3 separate regions of the Zea mays genome follow, and regions 1 and 3 are each linked to region 2. The links are chromatin contacts, called in public Hi-C maps. All regions are on one chromosome and are shown on one strand. The core of a region is the stretch at or near the end of the contact, and the rest is flanking DNA. Distances in the headings are between cores, read along the strand shown. Region 1 holds the start of LOC100384051. Region 2 holds the start of LOC103631673 (probable serine acetyltransferase 2). Region 3 has its middle 4.6 kb from the start of LOC115032970.

Region 1 (4,127 bases), core at 267-2,766, 150 kb after region 2:
CGGGACTGCGAGATCACTTTTGCTATTACCATAGAACAAAAAAGTAAACAGAGGGATAATGAAGCAGTAGTCAAAAAGGATGTGGCCAAGTATCTATGGTAATAGTCAAAAAAGTAAACTGCACGGAGACTTGTGAGCGGTCCTGTGCTAATAGCATGTTCATTAGGGTTCAGACACGGAGTCAGACAATTCGCACGGTGATAGCAACGTATAACAGATTATGAATGAAAAGTTGATCTCTTAGGACGAATATGAGCTGTGGTTTCTTGAATAATTCAAATCGGTGGACTTGTCCTAGCGCGCAGGATGAACCGATAGCGACTTGTCTAAACGCTCCACCACACCGTCCAAGATGGTGGTCTCACTCACCAAGTCTCTGAACAACTGGAGCATCCATGGGGCAACAAACTTGTCAAGCTCACCAAGTCGTCAATAACAGATCTTTCTTTCTTTCTTTTTTAAAAAAAAAAGAGTCTCCAGTCTCCACCCAACCCAAGGGAACCATCGTTGAGTCCAATTGTCTACACAATAGTGGTATGCCATTTGAGACCTGCATTTGATTTGGGCATTTAGCAGACCTATGTCACATAAGAGGAATCTAACAGCTCATCCATATGCTTCCCAGTCTGATATCAAGTCATCTTTCTTCTGTAACTAGAAAAAAAAATCCACCACTTCTATGTCTCGTAGTACGTCCTAAGCAGAGCTACAAGCATTATTCACTCCATCGTCCTCACAATTCACAACTAGGTATGGATTGCGGCGTAAGAAGAGGAAGAGGAAGAGGAAGACGCTTACCAGGGAGGGGGACATCCAGGATCTGCCCCTGCTGCAGGCTGGTCTTGGGGTCGGTGATCTTATTCACACTCAGCAGCGTGGTCTCGGTGACCCCGAACCTGGCGGCGATGCCGGGCGGGTCGTCCCCCTTGGCGACGCTGTAGGCGAAGTGCATGACGTCGGCGCCGTCCACCTGGTCGCAGGTGCAGGGCAGCGGGATCCTGAGCTTCTGCCCGACGACGATGAGGTTGACGTTGGTGATGTTGTTGGCGGTGGCGATCTCCTGGTAGGTGACGAAGCCGCCGAACACCTCCCGCGCGATGTGGTCCAGCCCGTCCAGCGGGTACACCACGTAGAAGGGTCCCCCGTCCGACTGCCCCACGCCGTTGCTCCCGCACCGGCACCGGAACGGCACGCGCACCGTGGCCTTGGCCGCCAGCGGCGTCGAGGCCGGCGTCGTGGCGGGGAGGCCGTTGGCGCCCAGCAGCTCCGCCAGCGTCGTGGTGGCGTTGAACCGCGCCACCAGCTCCCCGTACGTGGTCGCGTTGGGCACCGCGTACCCGATCGCCGACTGGCACGTTTTGCCCACTGTGGCGCAGGTGAAGTTGGCGGCCGAGGCCGGCGCCGCGAGCAGGAGGGCGAGCAGCAGCGCGGCCAAGGAGGCCACGCGGGCGGCGAACGGCGACATGCTAGTGCCTCTGCTCTGCCTGCGCCGCGGCGAGGGAAAAAAGAGGGCTTGGGAGGGAGGTTTGAGTGCTTGTTTGACGGGACGGGACGCGAATGGGCTTAAATGCTCGCAGTGTGGACCCCCTCCGTATGAATGAAAAATGGAGGGACTGCAAAAAAATCATTCATGTGGAGCCCCGGCAGGGAAAATGCGACGAGTTTGTGGTGGATCGAGTGGCCTAGTCGCACTAGTTCCGGGTTCTGATGGGTGTGTATCTATCGGTGATGGCCTGGCCCTGGCCTGGGGCGTCGACCGGCGACCCGGACAGGTTGGCTAGACCTTGGACGCGAGGAAAATGGCCAGAGTTTCCAACGACCCGAGGTGGACTTGTAGACATCACGCGGACGCGCACTGAGCTCAAGCGCGTTCGTTCGTGCTGTGGAAAGCTTTGCCCAGACCACACTGCCTTCAGACCAAGTTGCAAGCACATAGGGGGACAGGGGCAACACACACAACCACGGGCGCCGTTTGATTATTGCATCCACCCAGTTCCCAAGCAAAATATATATATATCCCAGCCAGAGGAAAGGAATGCGTAGCAAAGAATGAGCCAACCAATGAACGCAGGAACGGGGTTCCGTCAACTTCCTACAAAGAATGCTGTTCCCTTACAGGCAAAATCTGGAGCCTATATAGACAGAAAAATCCGTCTGTGCTGGCAGGCCTAATTCACTCAGTCCAGAGGAGAAGGGGGCATGCCCGGCGGAGCGTCCTTCGGCGGCGGCGCGGAGCTGAAGTCGATGGCCGGGAACACGCCGGGTGGCCTCTCCACGGGCTGTATGGACAGCAGCTGCGTCGAGTCTCCGACGACATCGGCCCATCCGTAATGGGGCTCCGCCCTGGTTCAAATGTTTGCAGTCCGGTGACAGTGAGATTCAGAAGCGATTTTAGCGTCGAGGAGACGTTTCAGGGAATCGATCGCCGGAACAGAAAGTCTTACTCGTAGTATGTCTCCTCGTCGACTACCAAGTCCCACCTCTCGCCGGTTGTGCTCTTTCCATACTTGTGGACTTTTCTGAAATCCAGACAGAGATATATGGTTTAGTTTTGAAGTAGCAGAATTAGCGACAGAATAGTCGACTCCAAAACGATTTACTACTAGTATCAATATGTAAGATAAAATCATTTGCATGATGATGCCGGGAAAATTCTGCACTCCGGCCATGTTTGCTTACCCTCTAGATTATATAATACAGCTTAAATAAGTTGAGAGGTAAACAAACAACACAGATTATTCGGTGGATTATGTAATCTAGATACCTTAGATTATGATAATCTATAAGCAGGTCAATCGGTGCTTATATAATCCATAAGCTGGATTATATAATCCTAGAAGGAAACAAACAGGGACTAAAATACACCGATAAGATGTTTGAAAAGTCTGCAGTCTAAATACAGCCCAGGTTCCAGTCAAATAATACGTGCTGTGCTACACCAGAACATTATTATGTCACGTACCCGTTACCAAAGTGTTCTTCTCCCCAGGTTCTTGACCAACCTGAAAGTTTCAACACGAGCGAAGTTATCAGCCTACATATTATTCCAAGCAAAAGATGATACTGCTTTATATCTCCATCATAAAGTAGTGGGGTCCAGCACCATCTCAATGGGATGATAAAAGGCTGTAGCACATTTCAAAAAGTATACATGATATAAAGCTATGTTGATATGCTCTCGCCTAGATTTCAAAACATCTCTGGACATTGGCAAGGTCTTCAAGCGAGACCAACAAGTTATAAGGACTATCATATTCTAGCATAAAATGCAACTACCATTAAAAACATCAAGCGGCAAACCTAAATGTTTTCAGTGATGATGGTCCTACATAGAAAATGATTAGCATATTCTAAAAATGCATTATGTTTTTGCAGTTGGAGGGAGTACCACAGCTTAGTTACTAGCATACATACGAGAACAATGTGGTGCACATACAGTATTTAGTGGTGATGGATCTTACGTTCACCGCCAGGACATACATGCCATGTCTCCCCTTGTCGAGAACCAATTCCTGCAAAGAATTTCTCCTCCCACTTGTCCCCCCATTTGGTGCCTAAGTCTGTCTCTGCCCACTTATCTGTCCTGTTAAGAACATTAATGCAATGCAGATGCTATCAACCACCACTGTCAGTCGAGCAGATAAAGTATATGCAAACCAAAAACAGCTTTCCAATGTCTGAACTGTCGATACAGAATTGAAATAGAGGGCATCAAGTTGTCCCACAGAAGAATAACTCCCTATCATTGTACCACTACAAACTATATGCCAGTGTCAGATGCATATCTCAGCGGAATTAACCAACCAATTGACATGTGAATCCACATACCAATAAGCAACAAAATTCACTGCTGTAATGAAGAACACATAATATGGCCATGAAGTTTCGGGCAATAAACATTGAAGATCAAGCACAACACCGCCTGTATAAGGATTTACTCCTATGGCCATATAACTAGTGCTAAAAACAGTAAGAGGCTCACCATTTCAAAACAAATCCACGGCCATCATAATGTTCACCCCATCTCTCCCACCAGGACTGCTCATTCAATCTTCCATATTTGTGAGCACCTTTTTCTGTCCAACCTTTGGCATCATATTTCTCCCACCTGTTATAGAACATTGATG
Region 2 (4,003 bases), core at 893-3,392:
GGTTTGGTCGGGTTTAAAAAACCCACGGGTTCACGGGTTTGGGTACTATAGGAACAAACCCGTACCCATAAACCCGCTGGGTACAGATTTATTCCCGTTAACAAACCCATGGGTATGAAAATTGACCCAAACCCGTACCCTAATGGGGTAAAAACCCATCGGGTTTCGGGTTTCGGGTACCCATTGCCATCTCTAGTGTGTCTGGTTTCGCTTATAATCCACTTATGGACGAAAATAAGCAGGGTTGTTCCTGACTTTTCAGGGGCCCAGTGCGAAATCCGATATAGAGGACCCATCTACACCCAAACATATATAAAATAATTATATATATATAATATCGAATATTTGACGTATAAAAATTATTATGCACTATTTTAAAGTTTATAAGATAACAAATGTAAAATATAGCAAAAACACTTACTTGGTATCTGATATCGTTAAAATATCTTTTAACATTTTATGATACAAAGTCATCGCTTATATCAATGAGACCAATCTCATCCAATAACTTTTTTTCGATATATAGAATCGCCAAGCCATTTAACCTCTCTTAAGTTATTGTTGACTATAAATAGTTCAAAAAATATTTCAATTTTAAAAGCTTCTCTCTGTCGATGCAACCATCATATGTATAATAAATAGTAATCTCTCTATATTAAAATAGAATTTGTTTTGCTTCTTTAGTGGATTCATCATCATCTAGTTGAATATAAATATAAAAATCAAGAGCTAAAACAAATACTATTTTGAAACGAATGGAGTATTCGATAATTAATTAAGACATTAGTTTAATAATCTAAACGAGAATGATCGATAGCGCATTACACTTTGCGTATTTGTGTCTAGAGTAGATAGGTTTAACAGAAAAAAATGCTAGCGTCCAGTGGCTAAGGGGCCCGGTGCGGCCGCACCAGTGGCACCCCCTAGGTACGGCCCCGAAAATAAGTGAAAATTCTGTTAAATGTCTAAATTATTTCTCGTCTCACACAATCAACAATTCGCTCGCTGAGCTAATATGTGAGAATCGAATACTCGTGAGTATCTTTTATTTTTTTAGAATTTAAGCGTGATGGGGAGAAGCAAAAAAATAAACAGGCACAATATCTCTACTCCAATAAAAACATAAGTTTTTTTTTCTGATTTCTATCGTCGTCCCTTCTATTAAAAAAGTTTTTATACTTCTTTATAATCTAACTTATGGTCTAAATATCTTTATCTTTATATCGCACGAATTTCATCGTCTTGTGTTACGCTCGAAACACATAGATATATTTTTTCTACCCATATCTCGCCTAATAACTAAATACGATAATACTTATCTCTTGCATGCATAGCTAAGCAACAACCACTAGCATTTTCTTCTCATCCTTCATGTTGCATTCTCCCTCATCCAGATTCTTCCACATCATCATAGAGGATTCAGAGGACGTCGAGCAAGCCATCCTGTTGGCCTCTGACTCACCGGTCGTCGAGTATTTATATTTAATTATTGTATGTTAATATTTTACCAAAGATTTATATATCGTCCCAACACACAGTATGTAAAAAAAGTTGTAAAAAAGTTGTGTACTCAGCATGGGATCTAGCCTCTAGGCTGAATACCTTCCTGCTCAGAATTTCCCCACCATCCTCAGGGGGTGTTTGGTTGCTCCTGCTAAAGTTTAGCCCGGGTCACATCAAGCGTTTGACTTTTAAATAGGAGTATGAAATATAGACCCAACCAACTGGACTAGATTCGTCTCGTCTTTTAATTTTCGGCTGACAAATTAGTTTTATAATCCGACTACATTTAATACCCGGAACGGAGGTTCAAACATTCGATGGGACAGAGGCTAAATTTTAGTTTTGGGTAACCAAACACCCCCTCAGTCAGACGGCATGAAGCACGCAGCCCAGGCCCACGCCGGCGCGCCCGTTCCAGCTTCAGCCTCCAGCATGGCAGCATCCACGTCCACGGCCACGAGCGCGCAGCGTTTCCGCGCACCACACCCACACGTTCCGAGCCCCGTCCACCGACCCGCGGACGCCTCGCCACCGTCCGCGCCCGCCGCCCGGGGCCCGGCCGAAAGGCGTAGCAGAGGGCAAAGCAAAGCCGTGGATGCCGTAGGCCCGTTGCAGTCCATTCACGTCCCCCGCCGCCGCCCGGCTCGGTCCCCACCGACCGCCGCAAAATCCCGGCGAAAAGCCGTCACCAGACAGCAAAATACACAAGGCGCCAAAACCCTCACCATAACCGCCCAGCCGGCCGCCCCGAACACGCATCCCCGTACGGCGTCTCCCCGCACTCAGTGGCCGTCTCGGGCTCCCGTCGATTCACTTTGCTCCCAACCGCTCTTTTTTCTACTCCACTGTGTGCGCCTTTGCCTCTTTGCGCTCTCACCTGCCCGCCCGTCCCGCCTGCCTCGCCGCAAGCGCCAAGCGCACGCGCTCGGCTCGCCGCGTCGGGTCGCCGCAGGGCGAACGAAACCCTAGGATCAGGGAGGCTCCGGGCATCGCTGCTCGACCCCCATGACGTCCTGCGGGTGTCTGATGCTCGAGAAGGTGGAGGGCGACGCGTCGGCGAAGACGAGGGTGAAGGCCGCGCCGGGCGCCGGTGCCGGCGCCTGGTGCGGCTCGTGCGCTGGGGACTGGCGGGGCCGGTCAGAGGCCATCTTCCCCATCTACGTGATGGGGAGCTCGCGGGAGAGCACCGTGGCGGCGGCGCGCGGCATAGTCGACTCCCCCGAGGACCCCATATGGGTTGCCGTCAAGGCGGAGGCCAAGTCTGAGGTGAGTATGCTTCCGGACCTCGGTTGGAGTATTTGTTGGAATGGATCGCAGCTTGCGCTTTTGTTTGTGCCATGAAGATGATGAATTAAAGCTATGTTTGTTTTGAGTGGCTTTTAATTGCCATCAGTTTTCTTGGTTTTTTGGGCATCTTTTTAAGAACCCGCTTGACTATATTTTCGTTTCTGGTGGCAACGCGCTAGTATACTACTAGTAACCTAGAGTATTTGATCTTTTTTCCTTCTTTACCTCAACGGTAGAGTGGATTGGTCACGATAATTTATTGGCTAAACTTAGTTGATGTGACAAAAGGAACTGCCTTTAAAACTATTGGTTGGAGTGTGTAATAGTCGTGGTTTCAGCTTATCCATGGAAATCAAGAGGCCAAAAATGGATTGGATTTCAAACTAGGTGAATTATTTTCTAACTATATATGTCCCCATGCCATTGTGTTTGTAACACAACACTAGATAAAACAAAGAATAATTTGCTGGCAACTCAATTTGGATGATGCTGTGATCTGTTTCTGCCAAAAAGTCATGTGAAGTTGCATCTCTTGCATGTATTATGTAGGAAGCTTTGCTCAGTTAAGCTTCAAAAGCAGTAACAAAATCCAGTTCAATGCAACTAACATTAAGCATAACTACAGTCTACTTCAGTTTTATGTCTACCTAATAGATGAAATAACAACCCCTGTATTTTTTTTAAAATATGTAGGAAGCTTGATGTTTTTTTACTCATACTAGTCTAATGCTATACTCTCACGGTCTCACCTCTTTATGCATGGTCATGTTTGTCATAGTTTTACTGTTATATTGGTAAACTGATGGCCGGCAGTGTGATGGACTGATGGTCATGCTCCACAGGCAGAAAAGGAACCTATTTTGAGTAGCTTCTTGTATGCCAGTGTGCTGTCTCATGATTGCCTAGAGCGTGCATTGAGCTTCGTCCTTGCAAATAGGCTTGAAGATCCAACATTGCTTGCTACTCAGCTAATCGATATTTTTAACGATGTCATGCTGAATAACAAAGATATATGCCGCTCCATTCGCCTTGATGCTCAGGTGAGTCACTATTATTCAGCTAACCCATTTTGTTTTTTGTTTATGATTTATTCTTCTACACCATCCTGTGGGAATTGATAACTATGGGAACTGCTTTGCTAATTCAGGCTTTCAAAGATAGAGATCCAGCTTGTGCCCAATATAGTTGGGCACTGTTATACTTAAAGGTGCGT
Region 3 (4,257 bases), core at 1,697-4,196, 250 kb before region 2:
TGGTCTAAGGGCATGTAGTAGTAGTGCAACTCATCTAGGGTCTGTTTAGATTCCATGCGCTAAACTTTAGCATATCTTGAGGAGCTAAATTGGTATTGGATGCTAGAGTTTAGCACTACATTTTTAGCTAAATTTTAAAAATGTAATGCTAAACTTTAGCACTATGGATCCAAATAGACCCTCAGTACGAGGCTTCTTGAAGGGGTCGCTAAGGGGTCTATCGGAGGGCGAATCCTCCGGTTGGGTGGCAGATTGCACCTGCCCTGGTCCTCATATGAGGGGTAGGCTCAGGTGTTTGCCTGGCCTTACAGATTGACACGAGAATATAAGGGTTTAGAGTGGTTCAGGCCACCGGCGTAATACCCTACATCCACTGTGAGTTGTATTATTTGAGAACTTAGGAGTCGTCAGTCTGAGTTTGAATCGACCTCCCTGCTACGAAGTAAGTGATCTCCCTTCTATAATCCAAGGGAGGCATGTTACAAGGGAGTTCAGGACCTGACAGGTGGGCCTATGAGAGTTTACAATATGGAACGAGAAACGCTGGATAGAGCTGACAACGCTAGATCTTCATGAGCGCATATCCCTTCTTGGTTATCGCGCAGACTCGTGACATCCTATCCACCTCCTTCGTCTTAATCGAAGTACGTGTGCATCCTTTGCGGTAGGTTGCGTCGTATTCTGGTACGATGTCGTGCGTAGGTGTGGGCGGTGTCGTTGCGTCTCCTCCATCCATCTCTTCATGCCTCGGTAATGCACAAAGAACATTTGAAATCATAATGAGAGGCGCCCAAATGGCGCACTAGATCAATGCCTTTGCCTCGGTAACGTGCGGGTAACAGTAAAATCCGCACATTGCAGGCCCGACGCGTCGCGTGTATTTAATGCCAGGGATACGCTATCTGTCACTGGCGTGAGCAAGTATGCATCCCATCTGCACTCAATGATGGTGTGCCCTATGTCAGCTCCTTTCGTCAGGCATCGTCCGGTGGCTTACGCTAGGGGCGTCTGGCCACGCGTCGGCACTGGACCTATGTCTGGATAAGGGGTAGGTCAAAGAATAAGCGATGACATGGCATTCATCAGCCTTCTCTGACCATGGTTGATCTCTCCTTGTTTTTATGATCTTCTGGTGCCAATCTAGTGTGACGTGTGAAGAATTTCTCCTTTGTCGCTTCTCGAGTCTGGCTCATGAGATCTTCAAATTGTCTTTGCTCATCGGTTGACAAACTCTCAAGAGTCAGCCTAACGATGTTGTCTTGAGAGTCACCAATGTGATCTTTGGAACCGACCATCATGGTCGATCTAATAGATCTAATTTTCTGTCCTAGCAGAGCCGCCAAAAAATATGTTGGCACCTTTTTGGGCCAAATATTAATGGTAGCGGACCGTCCGCGGAAGGTCAACGGACCATTTGCGATGGCGCAAAGAGCTTCGGGAAGAACCTAGATCCTGCCTTTCAGGAGGGACCCTGACCGCGGGGAGGAAGAATCTTAGGGTTGCCTTGGGATCGACAGGCCATCCAAAGGGTCTCTAGACGACATAGAGTTAAAGAGAGGAGAAGATCGAAGTTGGGAAACTATAACTAGGGCTAAACTATGGCTAGAACTACTCCTAAGGCTAATGCATAAGATAAATGAGATAAAAGTGATTTGTAGATCCATTGTTGGTTTCTTGAATCGGTCGTACCCTTTCAAATATATATAGTAGGTTCGGACCCATTACTAAGCAAAATCAAACAGTTTCTCGCGAGTTATTAGGATAACCCCACAAAAGATAAGAACTCTAGCCTAAATTAATCTATTTACGGATCGTCTCGGGTAACACGTCGGACCATCCGAGCGTGGACCGTCTAGGATAAGGCTGAACCGACCGTCTAGGTGCCAAATCTGATGATCAATATATGTTGATATCGTGAGGTACAATGTTTGAGTCTACTTTACTCTTGGGGTCATATTCACACATGCATGGACTCATATGATATCTCGTGGGTACAAATTATTTGTGTATGTCCTGGAGCGCACGTACTGCCTTGATCGCCGAAGACGAAACATCGAAAATTAAAGTTTGTCCATGTTCACGTGTTTGCATCGGCTTTTATAACCAACTACTGTGCGTGATTAGTGGCTAGTGGCTACAGTGCGCATCTAGCTAGTCCCTGGACCTGTGGACGACAAACATGGGACTACTCTACTTTCTCGGCAGCGAGGCGGCCAAGAAAGGCATCCGGCACTGTGCGTGGGCGCCTCGTTACTGCAGGATGGATGGATGGGTCTATGTACAGTGCGGCGGGGCGTGCGTCTTCAATTGGCGCCGCGCCGGCCGGAGCCGGAGCCGGAGCCGGGCGGACGGACGGACGACGAACGCGAACAAACAGCTGCCTAGTAGCGAGACAAAAAAGAGACAAGGCGACGGCAGGTGGCTGCACCGCCAGGCAGGCGAGCACACGGTGCCCGGTGCACATGCAGGCAGACGCAGGGAGAGGGTCCTCCGGTCCTCCCCTCACCTCGCGGTTGCAGGCCGGGCGCGGCCAAGTTTAATGCGAGGCCGGCCGCGGGAATCTCGTCCTGCCACGCACCGGCCGCTCTGGGCTGGGCGCCTGGGCCCGGCGAGGCGTCCTCCGCTCCGCTCCTCCCGCGCGCGGCGTTAATGCATGCGGCGTGCCTGCCCGGCCGGTCGCGCCACCGTCCCATGCCGTCGTACGCGCGCCGGTCGTCCCCCAGCCCTGTCCCTGCTGTGATTAGCCGGCGGTGCTGCGGCTTGCGTGGTCGAAGACCAACCAGACCCAACCGCCCAAGGCGAGCTGCTGCACGGCTCACGACAGTGGCCAGATCTGATGTGATTGTGATGCCTTCTTGTTTTTTTTTTTGAGCAAAGCCAACCTCCTGGACCGCGCACGGCCCAGTTTATTTCCATAGGTTAGTGTTGTTTGTTTGGGGCCTGCCCAAACTTGGCGATGAGTCTTGGGCCTATGTAGCATTGGACAGATGCAAGGCCCACGCTGAGTGTGTTGTGTTGTGTGGTTTATATTTTATTTTCTGTTTTTAAATTTTTTATTCCAAAAATAAATCGCTGCCAGTTACCTTTTGACTTGGCATTTTTTCTTAAAACCGCCAACTGTTGTCGGCGATTTTAGTTGCGCCAGCTGAATTATCAATGTCATTTTTACCCATGTTCATTAGCTTAGTTGAATTGCTGAACATGTCTTTGTGTTATAAACTTGCTTTAAGACCGTGTCCAACAGTCTATCCATAGTTTACGTAAAACACTATTTTGTACTGTTTGTACACTGTTCGCAGAGTGAAGTTTTATATGTGTATGAGTATGGATAAGCTGCTGGAGATAATTTAAAAGCTTACTCTAGTCTCCTCAACTGTCGACTTCAAACAAAATAGAATCATAAAAAGTATTAATACTTATTATACTGTACGCATCTAATCATATTTGGGAACGTTGCGCTGCGTGTGGCTTCTTATCGTGTTGGACTTGAGTGATTTCTCATGGCCTATCTGTGGTTTAAGAGCCCATTGGGCCCATTGTTTGGCGAAAAGTGGGAGAGAGAGGAATATATCTATACACTTCACACGTGATGCACGACGTACGACACATAAAACTTGTGTTTTAAAGGAGTAGAGACGTGACACACGACACATGAAATTGATGTTGTGAAAGAGTATATAATAAATTTCTAAAATATTATGAAGTCATCTAATTTTAAAACTGATCATAAAAAGTATTAATACTTATTATACTAAACGAATCTAATCATATTTCGAGAAAGATATTTGTACTATATATGTTTAGAGTCATACATGTTATTTTTATACATCTAACTAAATTTAAGATAGTTTAACTTTCACTAGATTTAAAACCGTATTCTTTTTAGTATTAATTATATAATGTTACTTAGCCTTTACAAAATTAGACGTTCAACTTATTTTGATGTCATATAGTGGTATGAAAATAAATTAATTTCTATTTTTTAAATTGAAGTGATATATTTCTAATTAACTACTTTTAGCGGAGAACTAGAAATAAAGCTATCTCCAGCAGCTTATGCATCTCCATATCTATATTCAAACTCTACTCTGCGAACACTCTTGCTGTGTTCTAAAGGACTTCCCTTCTTTGGTATCTTCTCCTCATCTGACTTCTTCGGTTCATCAATTGTCATGGCTTCCATGCCATTATCCGAAGTCATCTCCGGTGTGCCTCTGTCATAGATGCGGGTGTTGAAGTGTCCCTAGAATCTTTTCC

What was found. Hi-C and Micro-C count contacts between places; a contact is called where the count stands out from the background.
Region 1: a Hi-C map of bundle sheath shows a contact between it and region 2, with 1.8 times the contacts expected there. The contact joins the promoter of LOC100384051 here to the promoter of LOC103631673 in region 2. A contact is called at or near these places in 4 of 25 Hi-C or Micro-C datasets (bundle sheath, ear, endosperm and 1 more).
Region 3: a Hi-C map of endosperm shows a contact between it and region 2, with 1.7 times the contacts expected there. The contact joins the enhancer-like site here to the promoter of LOC103631673 in region 2. A contact is called at or near these places in 2 of 25 Hi-C or Micro-C datasets (endosperm and leaf).

What each region holds. Positions count from the first base shown.
Region 1 is chr1:7,504,513-7,508,639 of Zm-B73-REFERENCE-NAM-5.0, reverse strand. LOC100384051 reads right to left here and starts at 1,516. Exons shown (of 4, transcript NM_001176655.1): 1 at 799-1,516. The coding sequence starts at 1,465.
Region 2 is chr1:7,651,192-7,655,194 of Zm-B73-REFERENCE-NAM-5.0, reverse strand. LOC103631673 (probable serine acetyltransferase 2) reads left to right here and starts at 2,142. Exons shown (of 11, transcript XR_004852616.1): 1 at 2,142-2,769; 2 at 3,633-3,830; 3 at 3,938-3,997.
Region 3 is chr1:7,905,165-7,909,421 of Zm-B73-REFERENCE-NAM-5.0, reverse strand. No RefSeq gene overlaps it. Among protein-coding and RNA genes, the nearest start is that of LOC115032970, 4.6 kb to the left of the region's middle. Within about 2 kb of position 2,946, at least 20 of the 20 cell types and tissues checked have an H3K27ac peak or open chromatin away from gene starts, as enhancers often do. A contact at or near this core is called in endosperm and leaf, where this site is marked.